Regions from separate parts of the Mus musculus genome. Here all the other regions are linked to region 7. The links are chromatin contacts, called in public Hi-C maps. All regions are on one chromosome and are shown on one strand. Each heading gives the region's core, a stretch centred on a gene start, on an enhancer-like site or on the middle of the called end of the contact. The rest is flanking DNA. Distances are from core to core; before and after follow the strand shown. Region 1 has its middle 84 kb from the start of Gm46847. Region 2 has its middle 14 kb from the start of Gm46880. Region 3 has its middle 34 kb from the start of Gm46880. Region 4 has its middle 14 kb from the start of Gm11832. Region 5 has its middle 38 kb from the start of Gm46847. Region 6 has its middle 110 kb from the start of Gm46881. Region 7 has its middle 370 kb from the start of Gm46846.

The links. Hi-C and Micro-C count contacts between places; a contact is called where the count stands out from the background.
Region 1: a contact with region 7 is called in a Hi-C map of cerebellar granule neurons, with 2.0 times the contacts expected there. The contact joins two enhancer-like sites. A contact is called at or near these places in 3 of 484 Hi-C or Micro-C datasets (cerebellar granule neurons, cerebral cortex and cortical neurons).
Region 2: a Hi-C map of the N1E-115 cell line shows a contact between it and region 7, with 6 times the contacts expected there. The contact joins two enhancer-like sites. A contact is called at or near these places in 2 of 39 promoter capture datasets (cranial neural crest and stem cell-derived epiblast-like cells), 3 of 484 Hi-C or Micro-C datasets (the N1E-115 cell line, cerebellar granule neurons and cerebellum) and 1 of 115 datasets of contacts at active chromatin or transcription factors (cardiomyocytes).
Region 3: a contact with region 7 is called in a Hi-C map of cerebellum, with 4 times the contacts expected there. The contact joins two enhancer-like sites. A contact is called at or near these places in 7 of 484 Hi-C or Micro-C datasets (the 3T3-L1 cell line, cerebellar granule neurons, cerebellum and 3 more) and 1 of 115 datasets of contacts at active chromatin or transcription factors (embryonic limb bud).
Region 4: a contact with region 7 is called in a Hi-C map of cerebral cortex, with 5 times the contacts expected there. The contact joins two enhancer-like sites. A contact is called at or near these places in 7 of 484 Hi-C or Micro-C datasets (the N1E-115 cell line, cerebral cortex, embryonic fibroblasts and 3 more).
Region 5: a Hi-C map of cerebellum shows a contact between it and region 7, with 2.8 times the contacts expected there. The contact joins two enhancer-like sites. A contact is called at or near these places in 1 of 39 promoter capture datasets (hippocampal neurons), 1 of 15 datasets of contacts at CTCF or cohesin (pro-B cells), 8 of 484 Hi-C or Micro-C datasets (cerebellar granule neurons, cerebellum, cerebral cortex and 3 more) and 1 of 115 datasets of contacts at active chromatin or transcription factors (embryonic forebrain).
Region 6: a contact with region 7 is called in a Hi-C map of cerebellar granule neurons, with 2.1 times the contacts expected there. The contact joins two enhancer-like sites. A contact is called at or near these places in 2 of 484 Hi-C or Micro-C datasets (cerebellar granule neurons and cerebellum) and 2 of 115 datasets of contacts at active chromatin or transcription factors (embryonic forebrain and forebrain).

What each region holds. Positions count from the first base shown.
Region 1 is chr4:13,191,511-13,194,961 of GRCm38.p6, reverse strand. No RefSeq gene overlaps it. Among named protein-coding and RNA genes, the nearest start is that of Gm46847, 84 kb to the right of the region's middle. Within about 2 kb of position 2,196, at least 4 of the 459 cell types and tissues checked have an H3K27ac peak or open chromatin away from gene starts, as enhancers often do. A contact at or near this core is called in cerebellar granule neurons, where this site is marked.
Region 2 is chr4:13,266,832-13,270,488 of GRCm38.p6, reverse strand. No RefSeq gene overlaps it. Among named protein-coding and RNA genes, the nearest start is that of Gm46880, 14 kb to the left of the region's middle. Within about 2 kb of position 2,403, at least 9 of the 459 cell types and tissues checked have an H3K27ac peak or open chromatin away from gene starts, as enhancers often do.
Region 3 is chr4:13,247,247-13,250,975 of GRCm38.p6, reverse strand. No RefSeq gene overlaps it. Among named protein-coding and RNA genes, the nearest start is that of Gm46880, 34 kb to the left of the region's middle. Within about 2 kb of position 2,260, at least 18 of the 459 cell types and tissues checked have an H3K27ac peak or open chromatin away from gene starts, as enhancers often do. A contact at or near this core is called in cerebellum, where this site is marked.
Region 4 is chr4:11,626,755-11,630,393 of GRCm38.p6, reverse strand. No RefSeq gene overlaps it. Among named protein-coding and RNA genes, the nearest start is that of Gm11832, 14 kb to the right of the region's middle. Within about 2 kb of position 1,938, at least 40 of the 459 cell types and tissues checked have an H3K27ac peak or open chromatin away from gene starts, as enhancers often do. A contact at or near this core is called in cerebral cortex, where this site is marked.
Region 5 is chr4:13,144,611-13,148,389 of GRCm38.p6, reverse strand. No RefSeq gene overlaps it. Among named protein-coding and RNA genes, the nearest start is that of Gm46847, 38 kb to the right of the region's middle. Within about 2 kb of position 1,334, at least 20 of the 459 cell types and tissues checked have an H3K27ac peak or open chromatin away from gene starts, as enhancers often do. A contact at or near this core is called in cerebellum, where this site is marked.
Region 6 is chr4:13,406,992-13,410,793 of GRCm38.p6, reverse strand. No RefSeq gene overlaps it. Among named protein-coding and RNA genes, the nearest start is that of Gm46881, 110 kb to the left of the region's middle. Within about 2 kb of position 2,438, at least 27 of the 459 cell types and tissues checked have an H3K27ac peak or open chromatin away from gene starts, as enhancers often do. A contact at or near this core is called in cerebellar granule neurons, where this site is marked.
Region 7 is chr4:12,537,550-12,541,430 of GRCm38.p6, reverse strand. No RefSeq gene overlaps it. Among named protein-coding and RNA genes, the nearest start is that of Gm46846, 370 kb to the right of the region's middle. Within about 2 kb of position 2,415, at least 32 of the 459 cell types and tissues checked have an H3K27ac peak or open chromatin away from gene starts, as enhancers often do. A contact at or near this core is called in cerebellar granule neurons, cerebellum and cerebral cortex, where this site is marked.

The DNA.
Region 1 (3,451 bases), core at 947-3,446, 650 kb before region 7:
ACCATGGAAGATCCAAGATGCCAGAATGAGGAAAGCGTACTTCATAGGCACTGTGCAGGGACTGAGGGCTGTTGCTAGTCGAGAGATGGTCTTCCAGAAGTGGTTATTGTGGTTTTGTGCTCATCTCTCTCCTGTAACAAAATAATGAGTGTGAATGTAGACAAATGGGAAGCTCGACTGCATGCATTGGAGGAAGGGATCAGTCAGTTCTGAGGTCAGGGCTCCTAATCAGGCATCACAAAACTTGAGCTGATCAGTTTTACCTCCTGGCTTTATTTTTTTCATCCAGATGATTTGGCTTCTTTACAACAGTGTTCTATGATTTTAGCAACAGATCCTAGATGGTACAGTAGAGGCAGGCTAGAATGTAGGAGAAGGCATATGCTGTTTGAAGATGCAGATTCTAAACACATTTCTTACTGGGGACACTGGTATCATCTTAGGGATCCTGATGTGCAATGTACAAGGCTTCCAAGCATTTAAGATGCTTCAGCATCTCTGATCTCTAGCCACTAAATTTTATAACACCTTCTGTTCATGATAGCAATGTCAAAGTCCTCTATTTTTCCTATGTCCCCTGGAGGTTTATAATAAGGGATCCTTCTCTATCTACCAGCACACACACACACACACACACACACACACACACACACACACACACACTCTCTCTCTCTCACTCACTCACTCACGGGAGAGAGAGAGAGAGAGAGCGAGCAAGAGAGAGAGAGACAGAAAGACAGAGAGACAGAGAGTCTATGTTGAGAATACTTGGATACCGTAGAGAACTGGGAGACTATTGGTGTCATTAATGGTCATGGAGAATTCATTAAGATGTCCTTGGTTGGAAGATACTGTTTTATTTTGGACATGCTGAGTCTGAAGTACCACTGGGATATATGAGCCTTATTGGTATGCAGGCAGAAGACAACAAGAAAGAAGAAAGTTGGCAGGGTTTAATAATCTATTCAACCTCGAGAGAGAAGAATTGCTTCTTGTTCAGTTCTCAGATATTTTATTGAAGAAAAAGAAACATTTTGGCTGTGCTAGAATCCAGTTCTTTAAATTTTATTCCAGAGTTTTATTTTGAATTCTTACGAAGCAAATGAAGGTGACACACATTGGTCAGCTACATGAGCCAGACACTTAAAAGCCATTAGCAAATGTATTTTCCATTGTCCATGTGTCTCAGGCTGAATGGCTGGATCAAGGTGACACAGTCAATTACCAAAGAATGATCATTCTGTCCAGCTTCAAAACGCAGGTCCTTTTTACTGCCACAGTGTGACAGTTACTGAGTTTGAATTTCAGCAATCCCAGCAGACATGCAAAGTGCTGGTATATATTCATGCACTGCTCCTCAGACATCCTGCTGTGCTGTGTCTAGGGCATAGTGGCTGATGGGAATGTACCATGATACACAAGGTGGGTTAAGAAGCAAACCGTTTTACATAGAAGTTCCATTTGGGAATACTAGCTCCAGTTGGACAAATGTTACTATGATCTAATTTTTAAAAAATATTTTTGCCATAATGAGACAAATCTTAGAATGTTTTCAGGGTCTATTTGTTGAAGTTACAGGGACCATGCTCCATAAGAATGTGTTCTCTGTGTCTGTCTCTGATTCTGTCTGTCCCATCTCTGTGTAACAGAGTTGAGACAGTAAAAAGTCATATAGTTCCTTATATTACTTTTTAAGTTACCATACAAGATGATAGGTTACATTATTATTTGCACTCATATATGGCAGTATACATTCTTCTTATTAATTTTTCTCTCCCATTGTCCTGCCCATCCCCCCTCTTTCTCTCTTGCTGGTCTCATTGGTTCCACTAAACCATAGTTTCTTCTGCTTTCGTGTCCCATGTATACTGTTACTCTTTCCTTTTTTCTTTCCTTTCATCTCCATTAAGATGTCTTCTAAATAATAAATGGACAAATGAGTTATAGAGACAGTTCTCAAAATAATAAATAAAAATGACTAGTAAGTATTTGAGGAAATGTTAGAAAATATTCTTAGACTTCAGAATAATACAATTTAAAAACTGTTTTAAGATTCTATCTTACTCTAATATGAATAGTTGTCATTGAGAAACACAAGAAATAGTGTTAAAGAAGTAGAGAAATTATTCCTGTACAGTGCAGCAACTAAAACCAATACGGCATTTCCTCAAAACCTAAAATTAGAATTACTATATAACTCATCTATTCCTGGTGATCTGCTGAGGGACTTATAAGTTGGTCTAGTACTCAGATATGTATACATTTATCTTTATTGCTTCATCTTCACAATAGCTATGGAATGAAAGCAGCCTAGATGTTTATCAATAGAAGAAAATACACATAGAGATTTATAACTGGCCAACACACAAAAAATATTGTAGAGTGCTCATTCCTCAATGGAATATACATATCCTCTTGCCAAGGCTCAAGAATCATTGCCAAACAAGGGTCAGAAAGATTGTAAAAGCCAGAAGTGGTGGGTGACACAGCTAAATATTTTGGCTGTGCTAGAATCCAGTTCCTTAAATTTTATACCAGAGTTTTATTTTGAATTCTTAAGAAGCAAATGAAAGTGAAACAGATTGGTCAGCTACTGGACAACCGGGTAGTTGCACATATGGCCTGACATTTGCTGTGACTGCATGCACAAATCCTGCCCACCGTCAAGCCAGACATAAATCCTAGCATCGAGTGAGAGGATGGTTGGTAAATTCTACCCCCATATGAACAACTATTGGAAACTGATGGCTGTAGGAAGAGAGTCGGTTTTCTTCAAGAATGTGATAGATCCCTGCAAGACTGCCCACACTCCAGTAGATGCTCCTATACCTGTGCATACACTGGACACACTAGGTGGACTCCATGTGGAATATGTGTGTGTGTGTGTGTGTGTGTGTGTGTGTGTGTGTGTATGTGTGTGAGAGAGAGAGAGAGAGAGGGAGAGAGAGAGAGAGAGAGAGAGAGAGAGAGAGAGAGAGAGAGAGAGAGAAGAGAGGTAAGATAGACAGACCAAACAGACAGACAGACTGACAGAGAAACAGACATACAGAGAGACACAGACAGACAGAGACATAAAATTGGGAAGGAAAAATGATGGAAGGAAACAGTGAAGGGCGTGTAAAATCACATTGTATACTTGTATTACAGTCTCAATCTTATAAAAAGTAAAAAAAAAATTATTCACTCAAAGATAAAATGAAATCATAACACTTGCAAGAAAATTAAATTTATTGTGTTAATTACAACAAGCCACAATCAGCAAGACAGACATTGTTCTTTCGCTCACATATTAAATCTAGATGAAAGATTGTGTAGTGTGTGCGTATATGTGTGTGTCTGGGGTGTGTGGAAGTAGAAAGGGGACTGTGAGAGAGGAAAGAACCCAGAGCTTCCTCTGGAGCATGAGGCCCACCCCATATCTTCCATCCCAGGTTGAATTTGTCATTTCTCT
Region 2 (3,657 bases), core at 1,154-3,653, 730 kb before region 7:
TGCTAGAAATGTATAAATCAAACCAGAGATTGTAAATTTAACCACTTTTACTTAAGTATTTTCGTGTATTTTATGGCCTTCTATTTTAAGTCAGGGTTCCGTAAATAGTTATTGAATATTTTCATGATAATAAACATGTGTTTCATAGCATGCCTTACCCTTGAGAGGGTTTTATAACCATGCAACAATGAAAAACATAACGGATTTCTGAACGTTTCCATCAGTACTCATGCATCATGGGAAACAGAATGGAGATCAGCATTATTGCCATGGGCTTGGAGTTGCCATGGCCACTAGTTATCATGAGAAGTAGATTTGGACCACCCATCCTTACTTTTGTTTAGAAGTAGATTTGGACCACCCATCTTTACTTTTGTTTTCACTCTGTGGCCTTTTCTAAAGTGAGCACTAGTCAACATGATTGATAGTTGCGGGAAATATTTTTTTTTAAAAATTGATCTGTCACGCTCTCCCACTTGTGCCTCTGCCACAGCAGCCTGGCCTACCATGCACTGGCTGGCAATGGCCAACTTGTTTTTATCTTGTGGAGGCTCTGACTCAGAACTCCATAATCTCTCCACCTAGCTCGCTAAGTTCCCACTCTCAGGTCTTTACACTCCAGTCCCAATGCCTCATTTTTTTGGGGGGTGCACATCTGCAGCCATACCTTTCTCTCTTGAACCCAGACGAGCTGTAGTGTGAAGGAAAACGCAACACAAACTAAGTTCAGAAATAATGGGAATTCAATCTCTGGATGCAACAACTAAAACCTCATCTTGTAGGCCTTATTAAAATCTGATTCAGAGCAGAAGGGGTCTGCAACCCTATAGGTGGAACAACAATATGAACTAACCAGTACCCCTAGAGCTCATGTCTCTAGCTGCCTGTGTAGCAGAAGATGGCCTAGTCGGCCATCATTGGGAAGAAAGCCCCCTAGGTCTTGCAAACTTTATATGCCCCAGTACAGGGGAATGCCAGAGCCAAGAAGTGGGGGTGGGTGGGTAGGGGAGCAGGGCGTGGGGAGGGTATAGGGAACTTTCGGGATAGCATTTAAAATGTAAATAAAGAAACTATCTAGCTAGCATGATGGCGCACGCCTTTAATCCCAGCACTTGGGAGGCAGAGGCAAGTGGATCTCTGAGTTCGAGGCCAGCCTGGTCTACAGAGTGAGTTCCAGGACAGCCAGGGCTACACAGAGAAACCCTGTCTCAAAAAACAAAAACAAAACAAAACAAAACAAAACAAAAACCCGAAAATATCTAATAAAAAAAAAATCTGATTCCTTCGGTGGTGAATCCTTTCGGATCTGCCGTGATACTGGGAAACTCTAGCAGTTACATCTTACCCTCAAGCTGTCCAAAAAGAGACCTGACTGGCTCCTGCTTCCTCTCTTCCTCCATCCAACCCGGAAGTCCCGCCTACTAGCCCAGTGATTGGCTCTTTTATTCATTAGTGGATTAGTTCACAAGAACAGCACCAGGCCCATCCAGAACAATTGAATCTCAAATGTCTCATAAAAACTGCCAATTCCAAATAACCAGAAGTAATGGAAACACAGCAAAACAAACAAACCAACCAACGTTACAAACAGTCCAACAGACAGACATGATCTTTACCAACCAACATTCACAAACAGTCCAGTTGACAAGCATCATCTTTGGAATATGCTTAGCCAATTCTTTAGGATGTAAAATTTCTTTATCCTGGAGTGTGGAGACATGGGTTTCACATGGCTTGCAGGATTCAGGACCATAAATCTATAGTAATCTCATTTGGGTAAAGGAGTGAGATTAAGGCCAACTCTCCACCAATTCTGCAGGAAGTAATGTCCTGCTTTGAATTCCTCTGACTGACTTAAGGAAAGATCAACCATTTCCAATATTTTGCTCGACTTCATTCCATGGAAGCCATCTTTATCACTGACTTTCCCTCTTGTGCTTTCTCTTGCTTATTCCTAGAAATTTCCTTTATCCTGGCTTTCTGAAGTTCTCTCTACACAGTTTCTGATCTCAGTTCCCTTTCCTGAACTGCTATCTCCAGCTTAGTATTCTTCTCTAATGAATTTTCTCTCTCAATACACTGCGCTCTTGTTTCCTAAGCTTCTTCCAATCCCAGCACAATGTATTCCTAATATCTTCCTGATCTAAGTCTTCAGCGTCTGAATTTTCCTGATTTCTTCTTGTTCCCTGTCCTTTTAAAAAGTCTGTTTTGTCTCAAATTGGTATTTTAAGCCCCAAATTTACATTTAAAGGGCATAAATAACCCTTATCTACAACCCCTGTCAGGCCCTTCCTTTCCTTAGAGTTCAGCTTCTTTGTTTGCCAAGTGAGGTAGATGGGAGAGATCTGAAAAGTCTCTTTCAGCATAAACACCAGGGCCCTGCAGACATTAGACACTGTCCTGTTCGGTATGTGTAGGTTCATTGGGGTTACTTACCACAGAATAGGTTTTTGTGTTCCATAGTGTGTCTTGAGCACTTTGACCCTCAACACATTAAATGATCAGCTGGGTCATAAAAGGAAGAGGCAGAGAGCCAGTGTGCCACATGTACCTGTGTCTGGGCTCATAGCCAGGCCTGCTTGGGAGGACAGGAAGCGGCAAGAGCACAGGGAAATGTTCTGTGTGAAGTGACATGGGGCCGTGTTACACAGGGTCTTTGTGAGACTCCACAAATAATGACCAAAAGTACAGGGACTTCACAGAGAAAGTTAATGAAAGAGAGAAAAAGAAAAAAAAAAGAAACTTTAAAATTCAGAATGAAAACAATTAAAACAAAAGAGCAGAAAATGGAGAGGTGGGTTTTTGTTTTAGCTCCAGTAAGATTATTTTCTCAGATCATGAGCTAACCACCAACTAGGCAGGGAGCTAGGCGGTTACCAGATCTGCCAGGCAGGCAGAGATGGATTTATTTATGTGTGTGTACTGTGGAATGAGACATGAGTCCAAATCTTTAGTCTTTCTAGTCCCTAAGACAGAAACCTTCAAAAATCATAACTCTTGAATGCCACAGGCAGAAATGGCCACATATTTCTTCTTCCTAAGACATTTGTAGGCCGCTTTCCACTAGATTGCTAGATCATTGATGAATCTATAATATCAGGTACAAGGAAAAAAATTATATTCCCTCCATTCTATAGCAGACAATGCGTCGACTATAACTTGTCAGTTTCAGAAAACAGCTCTTTGTAAACAAGCAGAATCCTTGCAAAGGACTTCCTGATTCTTGAAGGGAAAACTTGTAAACTTTACGTATTCTGGGAGTTTATTTTAATTTTATTGAACCATCTTTGTTTTTAAAATAAATAAACAAACCATTTATGTGTATGTGGGTATGTGTAATTTTTGAGAAAAGGCTAGCCTCTTCTTTGGGGCAAACATCTTGCCTCAGCCTCCAAGTGCTGAACAGGTGAGAACTACCTCATTCTGCAGCTTGTATGCATGCATGTATGTATGCATGTATGCATGTATGCATGTATTCATGTATGTATGCATGTATGCATGTATCTAGTATTTATATCAGACACATATGGGCTATAAGGCTTTCTGGAAAATGAATGACAGATGCTTAGATTGACACACTTTTAAAGATAAATCCACAATAAAAAAAGACTCTGTTTATACAAGTAAGTAGCTATCGTTGCTATATCCCTTTTCCAG
Region 3 (3,729 bases), core at 1,011-3,510, 710 kb before region 7:
CAACAAAAAACAAACAACAAAAATAAATCAAAAGACACACAAAGCCAAAATAACCCCCAAACACTTTTCTTACCTTTAAAAGAGGTAAACACATACATGAGTCTATATAAGAGAAACAGCTGTATGAGCCCAGGGGGCAGATTTTTGTGACTCAAGTCAACATTTCAGTTGTTTTCTTAATTTACTTCTGTTTAGTCAAGTGAAAAGCAAACTCTTGTAAGTTCTGGGCTTAACTCAAATTCAGAAGACTTGTATACTTCATTGATATCAATATTGTTTAAATGCTGGGAATATAATTCAGTGAATAGAGTCCTTGGAGCATGTGCAAAGCCCAGGGTTTAATGTCCATCATGGATGAAAGCAGGTATCATGGTGCCCAGCTGGAATACTGCACTCTGGACAAAAAGACAAGAGAATCAAAACTTCAAGATCAGTCCTGGCTACACAGTGAGCTGAAGGGAAGCCTTGGCTACGTGAGACTTCGTTAGGAAAAAAATAATTTACAAAATATATATACAAATATGGAAAAGCATATACTTAAATGTATAATAGTGAAATAATTTAGTGAACAGTTTTTATAAATGTACTTTATAAAAATAATCAATGTTTTATAAATGTACTTCTATATATTATATTAATGTTCTAGATAGTTCAGACAACAACATCCAATGTTCCCCAAAAGTTAATGACACTAAATTTTTATAATGTCATTTGAGAAGACTCAGGAGAATCACTGATTTTGTGTTCAAGAGCTGCTGATTGGTTATGCTTTATATTAATTAATTTTGGAGTTTACTTGAATCACTGTATATGGCAATAAAAGGAGCCCAAAATTTGAGTTAGAGAGCCTACATCAAAGAACTACATAAAATAAATCAAATGTATTCTTCTAGACAAGTTTCTTAGTAATATGGAGCCTCAGATTTTTACTGATAATTGAGAAAGGTATTCATATATTGTTGGAAAGATTATGAGAGATAATATATAGAAAGTATTTTTATATTATGAACACAATAAGGAAAGAACCATTTTAATCACTAACAATAAGCAATATTTTCTTCTATTTAAGAAAAGTGACTGGAAGAATAATTCCTTTTCTCAGTCTGTTTTGGAAAAAAGAAACAAAACCTTAGTGTTATTATCAAAATCTCTGTTAAAAGAAGAAAAAATCTAAGGCATCTTAATAACTTCAGTTGACTACTAAATCTTTCTCATTTATGAAGACACTAATTTCAGTTTGTTAAAATAAACAAAGCAGTTATATATGCATTTCCAATTACTCAAAGATGAGACCTATTAGCCAATGGAATTAACATGTAGTAGTAAAATATATAAAGAGAAAGACAATCTTGAAAGAAATTATTTGTAAACATCTTTCCCACGAAACAATTATAAAATAAAGGAAGTATCTTAATCCCAGCATTGTTTTAAAGGCCATGATAAATTAGCAAGTGCTTTGGTCACTCTTGGTTTCTAAGGCTTTCTGAGATATTGGAGAAAGTAAAAGCACTAATATGAAGCTACATAAACCTTGGTATATTGTAATTCCTTAAATGACCAAAACAATACTGACTGTGTATGCATCTCTTCTGCAACTGGGGGTTGCCAAGTCCTGCTGGAGGATGAGTCTTCCACACCTTCTGACAGTGTCCTCTCTCTAAGTGGCAAACATTACAGGTAATCATTTCTATGACACAGCAGCCATGTTTGTCTATGGAATATTCATAGCAGCGAGTCTGCTGCTCAAAATGAGTGAAAGCTCTGTTGCAGATAGTCTTATCCAGCAAGAATTCTCTAGATTCTCAGGAAAATCTATGTGAGTGAGCAGGACTAGAGATGTGTCTCTGAAGTTGATGGGCTTCCTCCACTATAAAGGAATTCTTCAAAGAGAATGGACAGGAAGTCACTTCTCTATTTTTGGAACTCATTAACAAACAAAAGCAGACTATATGTGCCTTCCACACCTATGAACAACTTCCAAGTGACCTTTTATTTATATCACCACCACCCCCCCCCCCAAAAAAAATTCTCCGGTAAGCAATTTTCTATGCACAGAGTTATTCCTGTAGTTTGGCAGATGAGGGGCGGGGGAGGCGAAGAGGACCACAAACACTAAGAATCAAATGCAAGCTCAGCTCGTCAGTTCCTCTGCCAAAAAGTGCGCTGAAGCCAACGGACCTCCCACGTTCTCCATAGTGTGCTTCTGTGCATGGTGATCTGCAAATATTATCATTCCATGACAATGCAGTTTCATCAAGGTACGTCTCAATCCATGGGATACGAGTCCCACACAACAGACGGGGACTTTGGCGGAGCTGTGTGCACGCTGCGTGTGTTACTTACTGGTTATATTGCGGTGGCCACACTGAGTCCCGTATGGCGCAGTATTAACGAATGGCATGCAAGCACCTTCTGTCGAAACATCTGCGACAGGGAAATTTCAGGCATTTTTCCAGAAAATTTTTGTGCTCTGGACCAAATTTTCATTAGGACTCTGAAACCTGGCAAGCAGCATTGTTGTGTATGATTTTTTTTTTTTTTAAATAAACTGGGACATGCCTTTGTTACAGGAGCGAGGGAAAGGGCCCTGCCATGGCTCCCTTCTATTCTAAAAAGTTCAGGAAACATATGACAGCTCACAAAATAACATCTCCCAACTTTTGGCTTTTTGTCGACATACAAATAAAATTCACAGTTTGGGATATGTAGCTTTTCCCATCTCAGGGTAAGAGATTCCAATGGAGGCTTCCTCAAGAAACGGTTTGTGAGGAGGACATGCTAGCAACAGGGATGATTTGTTCGTGTTTCATTTTTGATGCTGGCTGCCAAAAAAATAAATAAAACAAATCCACGCAAGAGTTTTTACTTGTTTTAAGGGGACAGCATGTCCCAGAATTAGGAAAAATAAATCAAAGAGCAGGGTGCATTTTGTACATGCCTGCTTGAACTCATAAAACACACGAATCAAACAAAGAGCAGGCTTCATTAATGTCACTCACAGAAGTATGAGTTTTTTTCCATTTTCTTTCTTCAATAATCTCTCTACTATACTAATGGAAACTAGAAAAACACCCTTTCATAATTTTTAAATTCCCTATGCCCTTCTATAAACACTAATGCAAAGCAAACATGTTTGGCAGTTAATATGTGCATTATCATTATGTAAATAGGCATGTTATCATTATAATTCAATGATGTTGTTCTTGGTAAGCCCCCCCCACTACACATATTATCCAATTTCAGTCATAATGCGTATTATACCGCCGGGGCTTTATAAGCCCTCTAGATCACAGGGAATAAGTAGACTGTATATAACAAGAGGTTTCCCACATATGCACAGATACTGGATGCAGCGACTGCCAGACAGACAGAGGCTGCTTCCCATTGTTCAGTTCCACCACAGCAATGTGCGGAAGCCTGAGATTAGTATCCATTTTACTGTTCAAATTGAGTACCACATTATGACATTTTATACTGACAACATTATAAGTTGAAATGATACATTTAAACTCCATGAGATGACTTGATCTAGCACTAACGTAAAATAGGCTGTGTATCTGAACCTTATATGAACTAGGAACAACTCATGTCACAGTCTGTTTGGAAATGTTACAGTGTTTGCATAAATCCATTGCTTATGCATAAGCACCAGGGAACCAGAATCCTGAGGCAGGCAGTAATCTATAAAGTTCTCACGGCGCTTGATAAGCATGCAAGGTGCATCGTACA
Region 4 (3,639 bases), core at 689-3,188, 910 kb after region 7:
AGCCATAGCTTTCTTGCCCTTCACAATCAGCAGGAGCCCAGATCATAGACTCAGACATGGTTTCTGGATACAGCATGGACCACAAGACATCCACATGGTCTCTGGCATTAGCACATGATGGACTTCAGCATCTTCTCCAGTGGCAATACAGACCATAGACATCAGTACTGCCTTCTGCTGCAGTAGGAAGGCAGACCCAGACATGGTCATCGATGGCAGCACAGACCAGGACATCACCATAGCCTCAGGTGGCAGCGCAGGTCACTCGAATAAATATGGCTCTCAGTGGCAGCAGGGCTCAGAGACATTGTGATGGTTTGTATATGCTTGGCCCAGGGAGTGACACTATTAGGAGGTATGGGCTTGTTGGAGTAGTTTTAGCCTTGTTAGAGTGGGTGTGACCTTGTTGGAGTAGGTGTGTCACTGTGGGTATGAGCTTTAAGACCCTCAAGGTAGCCTGGAAGTCAGTCTTCTCCTGTCTGCCTTTGGATAGAGATGGTAGAACTCTCAGATCCTGCTGTGCCATGCCTGCCTGGGCACTGCAATGCTCCCACGTTGATGATAATGGACTGAATCTCTGAACCTGTAAGCCAGCCCCAGTTAAATGTTGTTCTTATAAGAGTTGCCTTGGTCATGGTGTCTGTTTACAGCAGTAAAACGCTAAGACATAAGTTGGTACCAGGAGTGGGGTATTTCTGTGATAAGCCTGACCATACTTTACTCAGAAAAATGTGGATTTTGAAAAGCAGTGGGATGCTTTAAGTGGGGCTTAGTGGGCCATCTTAGTAGGAATGTGGAAGAGTTTATTGCTGAGAGTTCTACAGTTGCATCCAAAGGCAGACAGGAGAAGACTGGTATACAAGAAGATACAAGGGTCTGAAAGCCCACAGTGACACACCTTCTCCAACAAGGCCACACCTCCTAATAGTGCCACTCCCTGAGCCAAGCATATACAAACCATCACAGACATCATCAACATGGCTTCAGGTTGCAGCACAGACTATGGACATCCACATGACCTTTGGTGGTAACACTAGCCATAGGCACCAACACAGACCCTGGCTGAAGCAGGAACAGGGACCCAGACAGACATCAGCGTGGCCTCAGGAGGCAGCTCAGACCCAGTACATCTGTGCGGCATTCAATGGTACCTTGGGCCAGGGACATCAACATGGCTCCCAGCTGCTGTAAGATCACAGACATCCACATGAACCTCGGGCTTCAACACAGTCTGAAGCAGTGGACCGTGAATACCAAAGTGGCCTTGGGGGACAGCACAGACCATAGAGGTCTTTCAAGAGAGGTCTTTCAAGCAGGTTCATTCCAAAAATTGATCTGTTCTTCCTCTTGGACACCCTGCTGTTGCTCAGAACCATGGCAACTGTGCAGCTGGGGAGCCTGTGGAGGGGGCAGGGGGAGGGGCTAAATTGGAGTGCAAGCTCCAGGCTGCTACACACCGCCCTATCCCCTATCGTCCCTACTTGGCAACTACATGTGTCTCCCCCCCCCGCCCCGCCCCCACCCCCACCGTCCACCGCAGGCCTCTCTCACTTCTATTACCACCATAACATTTCTAGTTCTGCACCCTCTCCACCATTTGCTCACTGCTCCGTTGCTCTCTTTTCTATCTCTGTATGGAATATTTGTTCATTGTGACACTGGAAACTGTGGGTGTCATAATACACACACACACACACACACACACACACACACACACACACACACACACACACACTAGCCAAGATGGCTGTACTTGCAAATATTCATTGCAATGAGTCTTTGGTTCACGGTTTCTGGTTTCTGAAGCACCAGACATACTGGACCATTGCTGGCCCCTATTGGAGAACCTGCCAGAGTCATGGTGATCCTGCAGCTCTGGTTCTGCAGGACCGGCCCTTTCACGTGCTCCGGCGGCTCGCAGATGGTGTAGATGTTGGGGTAGACTGACTCAAAGCACTGGATCTGGGCCCAGATTGTAGCTGAGTTGGTCAGCTGTGGCTCGGTACACTTTCTGTTTAATTAAATAATTTACTGCTCATGGCCCTTCACCCACACAAGGAATATAAAACCCGGACAATATAAAATGTTAGAGAAAATCACACCGTGGGGCACATGGATAACTGAAATGGGTTATAGCTTTTATAGCTATCATAAGGGAAACAGGAAGACAGTATGCGAAGGCTGATGAGACAACTGTGAGCTGTTGCTGCCCCCTGCAGGCCATCCACCATAAAACAGCATTGTATATACAAATAGTTCTGGCCAGGATATGCAGATAATTAAAGTTACAGATAATAAATTAACAATATTTTATATAGTTAATTCATTAGTCTTAAACTTTTTCTTCGCATTTTTATTACATTTATTTTCACGGTGTTAGGAGGTATGTCATAGCCTGCGGAGGTCAGAGAACAATTTGTGGAATCTTCTCTCCTACTGCGTGGGTCCCAGTGGTCAAACTCAGATCATGAGACCTAACAGTAAATGCACCTCCCTTACCCACTGAGACATCCCACTGACCCAACTTTATTTTTCATAAACCCCAAAATCTTTGGGGATTTGCTTTGTTTTGAGATTTTGCTCTCAGTAAATATGTTTCTGGCATAAACGGTAGAGGCTCAGAGCTCTTCATACTAATAACTGCTAAAGACAGCCCTTAAACTTTCCTTTAACTTATGAATCAAATATAAAAGTTCTGAAACCACACTGGCTTATGATTGAATTCAGCTCCTTTCATGAAAAGTGATGCTCCTGGAAAGTATTTGAGCTCTCATTTTTCTCCCCTGTAAAATGAAGAAAATAATAATAATAAAGATAATATTATCTAAGTTTTGAGATTGCCATGAACAAAATAAAATAAGGCATATAGATTCAGCAATGCCATTCAGACACATAGTCAGGAATCCACAAATAATTTATTATTTCTAATTATTATTATTATTAAAAGAAAGTATGCATTTTAAGTGACTTCCACACAATCTATGGGAAGGCTGACTAGAGCATCCAGGCCTGCTGACTGCGAGCCAAGTGTCAGACCGTCACAAGGATGCTGACTTGCTCTTCATGCAATTAATATAAAGCTCGGGGTTCCTGGAGATAGCCACACAATTCCCGCAAGCGGCTATCCAAATAGCTCACTGTCAAGTCCTTTATAAGCCCAGCACATCACAGATTAAGGTTACTGGACAATCCTCCAGCATCTAATGACTTCATTGCACTGGAATGACAAAAGTGGTTCAGCTTTTGTTTTTTGTTTGATTGTTAATGTATTTTTAAAGATGTATTTAATTCTATGTGTTTTGCTGACATGTGCCTTTGCACCACACAGATGTGTGCCTGGTGCCTAAGGTCAGAAGAGGGTATAAGATCCCTGGAACTGGAGTTAGGTGTGGTTGGGAACTACTATGTGGGTCCTGGGGATAGAAGCCTCGGGCCCTGTAAGATCTTAACTGCTGAGCTAGCTCTCCAGCCAGATTATACACTTTCAGACAGGGTCCTATACCGTAGCAGAGGTTGGCCTTAAACTCATGACAATCTTCCTGCCTCTACCCACCTTGGGCTGGGATTGCAGGCATCAGCCACTGTACCTGTTTGACAAAGCTGATATTTTCATGACACTGCCTCATAGAAAGTAAGCAC
Region 5 (3,779 bases), core at 85-2,584, 610 kb before region 7:
TCCCTGTCTGTAAACATCAGAGCGACTTTAATACAAAAATGCATTACTGGTTTCTCAATCTCCTTTGTTGTTGTTTACATTGAAGTTATCTATATATTTCTCTTATTTTTTTCATTGAACAAAGTTTAGAAACCCTTCTAAACTGTTGTTTACCCCCCCCCCCTTCTAACTAGCACAAAATGTTAGCAGCTATGCTTCTATTAAACAGACAACAAATATCAAGCAAATGTGGGTGGGGGATGGTCAACATGATTCATGTCAGAAATATGTGACAAAACGTTGAGGCTACCTGAGATATTTAGAATATTTCTTTAATGACTTCTTGTAGGGCTTGGCACCAAAAATAAAAAATAAAATCTTTAAAAGCCAACTTGCAAACTTAAACTGTGGTTGTTCTATAAGCCAGGCTTGCAAAGTTTGAATGCTAAGACTTGGTTGCAAAGCTAATCACCTAAGCAATTCATCTCTGCTGCTTGCTGTTGTTTCACACCCAGGGTGCAGGCAGGGAAATCCCAAATGGAGGAGATACACAAACAGGCTTCAGTATGCACACACTGCTACCCTGGGGCTGGGTATGTTGCATGTTTGTGTACACATTATATGAATATGTGTAGAGCAAGTGGGATTACAGCTGAAATACAGCAGAACTCAATACACTACTACAAAAAAAAAAAAAGAAGAAGAAGAAGAAGAAAAAAGAACGAAAAAGAAAAAAAAAAAGACTTTATCAGAGCAAACTAAAGGTGCAAAACACCTTTTCAGAGTGTGCTTTTAAATGACCTGCCACAGTGTTTTCTAATTATTACAATGTGAAAATCATTAGAGCAAACAGAAGCAAATGTATTTCCTCACTCGCCTGTTTCCTAATTACAATGTACAGGCTGCAGATAATAGCCCTTTGCTGTTGTTACTATTTAGCAACTTTGAGCCAGTTTTTAACAGCCCACCCTCTCCACTGTACGATGCTATAAATTGCAACACAAGTCAACACATCGGTGTATAATTTCCCCCAAGGTTTTATAAGAATCATTAATATAAAACATTAATGTGGAGAGCCCGTAGTACCCCTCCCCGTCCCATTTTTGGTTAAGAGTTTAAATCTATTGACTTGTAGCTGGCTTTTAAAATGACATTTTTTTCCTCGCTGCCTTTAATTCAATCCAAATTAAAAAAAAAATAAATAAAAAGATGCCAGATGTCATGAGGCCAATAAGCAGGTGGGCCGAAGCTTCTGTACCAATTCAAACTGGCACCGCATCAAACCTGGTGGGTATAACCTTTAATTCACTGCTTCCCTGGCACCAGATCTCGTGCCATCTGCTCAGCCTCGCTAAGCTGTGCATGTTTCTGTGTGGGGACGATGCCAACAATGCAAACTGTCTCCTACATGTGCAGGGAATCATCAGTGCAACTAGTTTTTCGAGACCCATATGGTGGCATCTGCGAAGGCACACTGTCAGCATCGCTGCCTGTACCACCCTTCGAGTTTTAAGAATGGGAGGAGAGAATGCCAGTTTTGTAATTCACTACAGAGAGCCAGGAAGAAAACTTTTGCTTTCCTTCTGGTTGCTTTTATTTGGCATCATTTGACCAGAACACCTGAGGCATAGGAAGAGCCTCGACCTCAGCTCAGAGGCCAAGAACTCCAGAAAGGCTTTGTACCCCTCTCACTCCAAGTTTTCAGACATAGAACGGCCGCATGAAGCCCCTCCGTCGCTGCACCCACACCACAGAAGGCTCTCTTTGAAGAGTCCTTTCTTATTTCCCTTATGATTTCAAATACAGAGATTATCTTGACTTGCTGGGAAATGAAGGAAGATAAAAGAATAGATTTGCTTATCACTGCCCACATTTCACAGATCTTAGAGAACCCGCGCAGTTCTGACCTATGAAGAGTTGATCCTTCATCTGCTTAATGGTTTCAATTATAAGCGGAGCATTGATAATATAAATTCTCTCTCTCTCTCTCTCTCTCTCTCTCTCTCTCTCTCTCTCTCTCTCATTTTTTAGAGTGCTCCAGAATGAGAGATTACTTCCTTGATTCTTAACTACCGATAACTACCGCCTCTCTTATCCCAAGACAAGACAAACACTCCCAGCTTATCTTCTAGAAGACTTAAAAACTTGGACCAATGCTCTATTGCTAAATAGAAAAAAACGAATAGAGTTGTGTTAGTTTTGTTGTTCCTTACCTATTCCCCATAGTGACTATAAATTCCATGGAAATACACATTTTGCTTAGCTTGTTTGCCTCAATGTACGTTCTAATAAGGAATCTAAGACCATTTACTGAACAAGTAAAAAAGAAATAAATGTATTTACAAGCATAGAGAAAATTTCATGTTTAGATAGCCTGATAGGAAAAAATATATTCTAGAAAATATGAGACACAGTCAATCCAATTGAATCAGTGTACAAATGTACTGTCTTCTGTATCCTAACTCTGGGCTGCATACTGTGCTAAGCACTTCACAGTCTATATCTTACTTTATTATTTCAAAAACTATGTTAATTACTGATATGCCCTCCAACACACACCACTGTACAGAAAGAAGTCGCCTGGAAAGAACAGGGTTAATTAGTAGTCAAATCTAGCCCCTTATGATTCTAGAGCCTACATCTTAATTACAACATTAAGCAGTGTCTGCTCTATCAAAATATTTGGTAACTTCAACCTGAATCAAATGAAAAATGTGTCAGATAATAGGTGCATGCTTCTACCATATGTTAGGTTTTGTTCTTAATGTTTTCCAGTTTAAAAACTATTATTTTTATTAATACTGAGAATAGGATTTGTGGCAGGCATGCATTTAACTTAACTTATATTTATTTCAAAGACTGTCATGTCATGTTCCAGTATATATAGAACATTTGTGTCTCATTAAGAACCCAAAATTCTCAAGCACAAAAAGTATAATTCTCACTCTGTTAACACCCACTTCTGATGGCTATGTTTCTGCCTGTGCGGAAACTCCTGGCTGCCGTATTAGTGATCTCAACGCCATCTGGCAAAACCAAGATCTTGAAATATAAGACAGACTCGTTTAGGAAAAGGATCATGAACATTGTTGTGCTGTGTTTATCACACGCATTTGAAAATGTGTGTTTACCTGGTAAACATTAATTATTAAAACTAGGAGAGAATATATTTCCTAAAAGATAGTTAAATTAAAATTATCTGCTTTCACTGATATTAATTATCATTGTATTTAGCTGCATAATTTAAGGAGAAGACTCACTCAAAGACATTGTTCCCCTAAATGAAGCATGTTCCATAAAATCATAGTGAATTCACAAGTGTGCTTTCTCTCTCACTGATGTCTACACAACGTATTTGAATACTTGCATGATGTCCTTCTCTTTGACTAGTTCAGGGCCATCTTCTTCCTTGTTCTTCATCCTTACCCTCCTCCAATTCATATATGCAATTCTTAATGATGCAAGGAAAGAGGGAGAAAGAAGAGAGGGAGGGGTGAAAGGAGGGAAATAGAAAGGAAGGGAGCTTAATGTTAACACCAGCTATAGGGAACATAACTAGGAGAAATTCAGCCAAAAGCCTAGTCTTAATGTGCATTGCTTCTCAATAATTGGTTTTACTAATGCTACAGAGCTATTAGAACAAGATGGAAAGGTCAGAGGATAGCAAGATTTTTAAAAAGTCAAATGGATTATAAAAAATTAAAGTTTAAAGAGCAGAGCATATACATCGAGCAGAAGGATCTCACTGTCTGTAGGGCACAAGAGCACACACTCGGATGATTGCTAGAAACCATGTGTCC
Region 6 (3,802 bases), core at 1,189-3,688, 870 kb before region 7:
TTGTTTCCAATTTTCGAGGCAATACATTCACATCTGTACTGAGCAGAACACTAATTCCCTCTCCAGTTACATTAGTTTCACAAATGTTTAACCCTTCATTTGCCCAGTATCTATCTGTAATTCTCCTCTTGCTTATTTTTGCAAAGCCTATAGTTAAAGCTAGCTTAAAAAAATTATAAAATGGCCAGACTACATCATATTGATGCATTCAACTGAGCTGTTTTAGCAATCAATGCGTATCACTGCATGATCAATTTGGCTTCAGCTGTCTTTGTGGAATAAGGAGATGGCCAAGGTGATATAATTGGCCCTCCTCACTGCCAAATGCACCATTAAAGCCCCAGCTATGGTGATCAAACGCTCAGCAAACAAACAGTATTCTGCATACAGCAAGAACTTAAAAGGTATTTGCTTAAAAAAAAACACGAACAAACAAACAAATAAGAATACTCCACAGTAATCCATGTTATTGGACCAATTCCCCATTGTTCTCAGGTGTTAACATTTTATGTCCTATAATTAATTTATGCATTTTTGTGAATTTGTGAAGAAACTAGTGAGCTAAAACAAACAAACAAACAAACAAACAAAACAGCATATAGTGTTCTCAGAGAGACTGAACCGAGCTGTTGTGGATGAATTAGCCATATAGCTGATGCTGTCTGCAGACCAGACATGATTGCCAGCCTTGACACTGAATAGTCACATCATATTTTGAGCTAAATTTCAAGATAACACTTAAGATAAACAATGTTTAGTATTTTTTCCTCCCAGATTGTGAGGACCTTTCCATTAGCTAACAGGGGGAGGGGATGGATCACGCTATTCTGTCTATTTCTACAGCTAAGCTCCTCCCCCCTAACCTGCATTTAGAGCTACATTTTTTCCAGATCACTTCAATAAGTGAGAGCCCAGCAGAGAGCAGATGCAATACAAGAGCAATAAAGGAAGGAAAGAATTAAAAATCCTTTGTTCTCCCTGCAGTGCATCCATAAATCTATTAGCATTATTTTCCTTTCTTCTCTCTTCCTTTCCCCTTTCTTATTTATTTATTTACTTTTTTTCCCCTCTTACATCCCAAGCCAGATCTCCAGTTCTCTGAAGCAACCCTTAATCAAGCTCCCCAAAGGCCTACGACTGCATGCAGCAATTTCTCCCCTGCTCTCAGCACAGATGTTTCGCGCACATTCCATTACACCTACAAGCCATTACAGCTAATGGCTTATTCTGATGAAGAAAGCTGCTTTCTGCTCAGTGCAGCAAAGGGGAAAATCTCCTCCTGTACAGTTCGATCCCTGTAACAATGAGATGTGGGGGCAGGTGGCACAACAGAACTCTCTAATGTTAATTACATACTGTATTACCCCCAAATTTGGCTGGTCATTAATTATGCTAATTTACCTTGCTCAAAATTAGCACCATCAATGTGAACATTTGAGCAGATTATAGTAAAATGTAGTCTATCACGGTTGCTTGTAAAGCCTGAACCTTTGAAGCCATCCACAGAAAGATTATTGTTACTAGACAGAAAACCTTAAGGAGAAATGGGTGGTGGTGAGGCTTGGTCCCATTTGTGGAAAACATCCTAAAACTTCAGGAAGACAATATGAAGAGGAAATAATTTGACTAAGTCCTGGCTAATATGTTCTTTATTAATTGCTAGGTGTAGAAAGATTAGTTTAAAATAGAAAACATCAAGAAAAATAAGGCTGCTATGTTTTGGATTGAACACAAATCACAGGTGTTATTTTGAAACAGAATGCAGGAACTGTGGAAAATAACATTTTCTGGCAGGGTTTGGAGTTTTAACACTATGGAGTGTAGTGAGTTCCCTGTATTCATTTTTCATAGAAACTTGATAAGGACAGATGTGAATTGTCTTCAACAGCTCCTATCGTCAGAGACTGTATTTCTTTTATTTATTGCTCTATTAAAAATTAACATGTCTCCCCTTCTAACTAATGCTCAGATTTTCCATATTGATTACAGACTTAATAAAGTGTGTGAATCTGGTTAGGCTTATTTTTTCCATGTGAATTAAATAAGTACAATTGCATTTTGGCCTGGTGAAATTGATTGGATTTCAGAAGCAAATAGAATATCTTTTCGATGGGGTGAACAGCCTCCATTTCCTCTTCAAGGCTGCTATATCCTTCTATCCATCTCCAAGAAGCCATCATCATATTAACATAGATGACAGTCTGGCAAGGAGGTGCTGATCAAAGATAAATTTCACACTCGCACTTCGCATTTTCTAATTACACCATCTGTGTCAGACTCTTTCGTGGCAGTTCTGCCCAATCTGTCAAATGCTGCGTGCCTGTGGGAATGCAGAGGAGCTGAAAAAATCGCCCCGTCTCCCTCCCCCCTCCCAGCCTATCCATCACCCCCAATCGGAGCTGGGCAGAGATATTAGTCTAATTGGGGACCAGAATGAAAGTTCCAGGTTGCAGGGGAGATGAAGTGTTTGGGGAACGCAAGACATGAGATTGCAATTTGAATCATATTATAGGGCCTGCCCTAGCTTGTCTGGGAGCAGGCTGAGAGCAAGCCATGCGTGCAATATCAGGAGACCAGGGAGAGGGCAGGAGAATGCTTTTTTTTTTTTTTCTTTTTTTTTTTTTATTTTAAGAATCATGAATGAGAAAGTGTCTTCTTTCATTTCTCTGTTTCTTCCAGGCATATTAAGGATAAATGATTGTGAGCAGGCACTGATGGGAAGTGGTCATCCTTTTATTGTAAGAGTAAGGAGTTAAATAGAATGACCTAGCTGATAAGGCTAAATCTAATCTAATCAAGACCAGGCAAATCCGTCCAACAGTTCTACCTAAGTTAAAAAAAAAAAAAAAAAAAAAAAAAGTAATTCTTGGGGGATGCACTTTCAGACCTTTGGACACAATTGGTGAAATGCAAGAAACATAGAAGGCTGCTAGTGACTTTAATAATAATAATAATAATAATAATAATAATAATAATAATAGTTTTCAAATGCTTAGTAAAGTTCAATTGGACTTTGATCTCTTCTGTATTAATTTACGGTGACAAAGACCATGAAATATCAAAGAAAAATGAAATGATTGCCCTTTGAAACTAGTACCATGGCATAGCTATTTCTAGTTATTGATTTCTTTTTGCCCCAGGTTGCTGCCTTGAAGTCTTGTTGCATCTGATGCCAAGGTAAGTAAATAAGACAAATAAGTCATTTTAACTCTTCAGTGGGTGGACTCAGTTGTGTTTACTGAATCATTGGTCTGCTATCAAACCAGGAATTCCTCTCACTCTCCTTTCTTCCTCAACAGTATTATTTTTTCCTACAATCACTTTTTGTCCTACATTTCTCCATAGAGAACGTTGAGGATGGACAGAAAACAGGAGAGTCAACAAGAGAAAACTTTGCCTGTAGACCTAACTCTGCCATTTTTCCAATTCTGTTTTCTATGCATGTCATACCTTCCACTTCATAAGTCTGAGACATACACAAAAGCCTTGTGAAGATTTTCAAGCATCCCGAGAGCTCTAAGGTCACGTGATCTATGCGTTTGTTTATACCTTGTCTTGAATGAGGTGATATTTGAAGTATCTCTTTAATTATACTCAATTTGAAATTTTTCACTCCAAATGTACTCACTATCTTAGTGTCTTGATGCTAAAGGAGGACCTGTTTGTCCTCATTCTGTCCCATGGGAAATCACCTCATGAAGGAAAGGGGATTTGCATAATTCTTTGTCTTTCACATTGTACATGGTTACAATTTTATTGTTGACCTCTATTAAACATTAAGTATTAAATATTAAATAGCACC
Region 7 (3,881 bases), core at 1,166-3,665:
AAAGAAGGTGGTTGGTTCAGACTGAATAAATATTAGGAAAGGGAAAAAAATTAAGGAAGCTTGGAGCCTTTAATCCCAGCACTTGGGAGGCAGCAGCAGGCAGAATTCTGAGTTCAAGGCCAGCCTGGTCTACAGAGTGAGTTCCAGGACAGTCAGGGCTACACAGAGAAACCCTGCCTCGAAAATAAAATAAAATTTAAAAAAAAAGGAAAAAAAAACAAAGAAAGAAAGAAAGAATGCAAGCTTGGAAAGAGAAGTCAGTCTCTGCAAGTGGGACCTTTGGTTCATTGTCTTTTTTTCTTATGAATTGGATTCAAACTTCACCCAATGGGTTATCTTCTGTAATGTCATAGCCATGGTCATGTGCACATCATTAAAGACTGTATTTTCACTATAATCTTTTTTCTCTCCCTTTGTGTTTTGTGTATGTGTCTGTGCACGCATGTGTGTGTGTGCAAGCACACATGCAAGTGTGTGTGTGTGTGTGTGTGTGTGTGTGTGTGTGAGAGAGAGAGAGAGAGAGAGAGAGAGAGAGAGATCTCAGTCTAAGGAAAAGTCAGAGGCACATTTCAGATTCTTCTATTTTTCTTCACCTTACTTGGAAGCCAGAGTTTTTCTTATTAAAACTGCCTTTTGTTGTTTCCATTATACTGGCTGGCTAGCAAAATCCCACAGTCTTCCAATCTCCTTTCTCCCAGAGCTGGGGTTACAAGTGCACACTACCTTTACATGGGTCCCAGGGAGCCAAATCTATGGAGCATCTTTTAGACACCACAATACTTGTTAGCACTTTCTGTACTTCTGTTGTCACTGCCTGTGATTATTTGCTTGAATAGCCAATAGCTACCTTAACTTACCAAAGGCTTTTATGTAGACATATCCGATTATAGTCCGCTTCAGCCGAAGGGTGGAACAGTAAGCTTTGGTTTTTGTTTTTCTTTTTGTTTTTTAGAGAAACTAGGCATATTTGGCTAAATGACAATAGTTTCGAGGTGTTTCTCAAAAATATGAAATCCCTTTCTTTTCTAATCCTTTTCTTGATTTTCTCCAAAATTAAAGGCTGTCTATTTCCTACCTGTCCCCTATAGCCTGGTGCACTGTAATAGATGGGTAGCATGTATGATTAAGATTCTGACAACTTTGGTTAGCACAGTGAAGCAAAGATGTTAGAAATATTCATGTCATTCAGTGGCTATTTGGCTTTCAATGGTTAAAGGATTTGCTTTCCAATTCTAACTCAGAACCTCCCGGCACTAAAGAAGCTTGGAGTGGTTGTCCATCTTCTGCTTTGTCGAACTCAGTTGTCCTATGCAATATGATATTACAAACTATGTGTACACTAAAAGGTAATGGGCCAAAAATGCTTGATTGCTTAAAAGGGGAGTCTGCTAAATACGAAATTATTGAATTGTTATTATCCTTCACTAAGTAATATATACAACTGTGTTTTAACATTTAATACCATTACTTAACATGTGAAAGTAAATAAATAAAATGGGCTAACAGAGGCAATACCATAATATTATTTAATCTGCAGTTCAAGGTGCATTTAAAAATAATAATTTTGTAAAGAGCATTCAGAAACATTTGATCTTTAAAATGCATACTTTTGCTTATTCTAGTGTTTGTTGATTTGAAGGGTTTGAGGTCAGCCCAGTAAATATTCAGTTTGCTTGGCACAAACTGTGCAGGAATCTAATAGAAAGCAATATTGTTGAAAATGGATATCAATTGAAAACAGAGAGCAGTGTCAACTATTCCCCACTGGGAACAGACAACAATAAAACCAGTCGAGCATTACACAGCCGAGCCTGCCAAATGTCATTAGAGTAGAGAAAAAAGGAAAGGAACATGGTAGGGAAAGAGGCACTTGGCTTTATTTCTTTTTCCTCTGATTTAAAAAGATACACACACACACACACACACACACAAGAGAGAGAGAGAGAGAGAGAGAGAGAGAGAGAGAGAGAGAGAGAGAGAGAGAGAGAGAGAGGTGGGGGAGGGGGAGAAGGAGAGGGAGAGGGAGAGATTGGAGTTTTCAGAGTAAGGATAATAAAATGAGAATTGCCCAAGCCAGTCACACTGTTCCCTTAGGGCTGGCATATTTTGCTTTGCTTCCAAAAGTAATTGTCTTAAGAAAATTTTACAAATATTTGTATTTCTTCGGTTGATTAACACCCCACCCCAAAATTCTTTGGATCGTCTGCATCTCTAATCACAAAGTTCCCAGTTTTAAAGCAACACTATAATGTTCGGTACTATGATCACATTTGGAGCATTGCTTAGTTAATTGATCTGAGTACCTGGCCTTTGCAAAATCTTCATTGTTATTGCCAAGTATCAGTGGAGAGACTCCCAGAAGGAGCAGACTGCAGAAAGCCCTATGGCAAAGAGAGATACTTGCAGCAGCTCTGAAACCTGTCAAATGATGGGATGCAGTTATAGAATGGCTGGGGAAAGGGAGCACGGAAGAAACTGACTTCCCTTCCTCACCTAAATCCCGATTTGAAACCCAGTGGTGTGACCACCCCCTAAACTTCTACTGTATTTGTGGCATTTTCATTGATGACTTGTAAATTTTCAAACAAAGAAAAATTGTCTCCTACAGACAATGGTCAGGCTACTGAACAGCCAGCCAAGAGCTCCCCCTAGTGAGGTTGTATACATATTAACATGAGTTTTCAACCGCACTCCATCGTGCACATGTGAAAGAGTACAAACACACACACATACACAGCTTAGTCTTGACTCACTATTCCAAAATATTATTTATTGATATTCTTTGAGAAGAACATTTTTAAAAATCCCCCAAACTCTCCTGATTATTTTTTCTGCACTGTGCTGTTAAATCCATACCAAGGCTGTACAGCCAGAGAACTCCCTCTGAATGAAAAATTGTTGCAGTGATCAAATCATTTTGAAATAGCAATAATCACATATTGGCTCCCAATCTGCATCCTAAAGTAGATGCTATCAACGTGGAATGTCCTCAGGGGCGGCATATTACTACATAATTAGCATAATAACTTTGTTGTGTAAACAAAATAAAAGACAGACTTGAAGACAAGAAATAATATCTTACAGTGCATTGATGTCTCCAGCTTCTACAGAAAATCCTCCCATCCTTGACCAACCTGTTCTTTCTGTTACAGCAGGGCTGTGATTAAACATGTAAGGATCGGTGCCAGCAGCTCTCTGTGTCAGTGGATCTCATGTGTGAGCACACACGTGTCCATGTATTTTATTGCAGAGAGATGTACAGAACGCTCAACCTCTCCATATTTAACAGAACTAATTTGCGATAATATCTAGTATAGCATCTCCCTAATCAACCCTAATTCTCTCAAATACATTTTGGCTTTCTCCAAAAAGATATTTTATTGGTTTTTATGATCCTTAATAGGACTCAAAAGGGAGAGTAGGGATTATTTAGGGAGAAGGAAGTGGCAAGTGTAGAAATCAGATGCAGAGATGAAAGGGATTTAATGGCTTTCTTAAAATTCTTTGAGAGTCATATCAACATTTTTAGTAAAATACAAATGACTGTGGTTTTATAATTAACAGCTGCTTATGTTAAGTACTGAGTGTCCCCTTGCTCCTGCTAATATTTTTTTTTTCTTAAACCACAAATCCACACGACCAGAGGTAATAGCTGTAAGATGTTGCAGGCACCTTAGAATTTGGTTTTTGTGCTGCTACACAATCACACATGATCCTGGAAGCTGGCAGACAGGAAAATGGCTCAGACAGGAGATGGTCAAAACATGTTGTTCATATTACTGCAATGCTTTCAGCAGAAAGCATATGCATATAAACTCTGAGTTCACTGGGACCCCTTTTTTATGAATGCTATTGCTTTCTTCCCTTGGGGGCTGGTGACA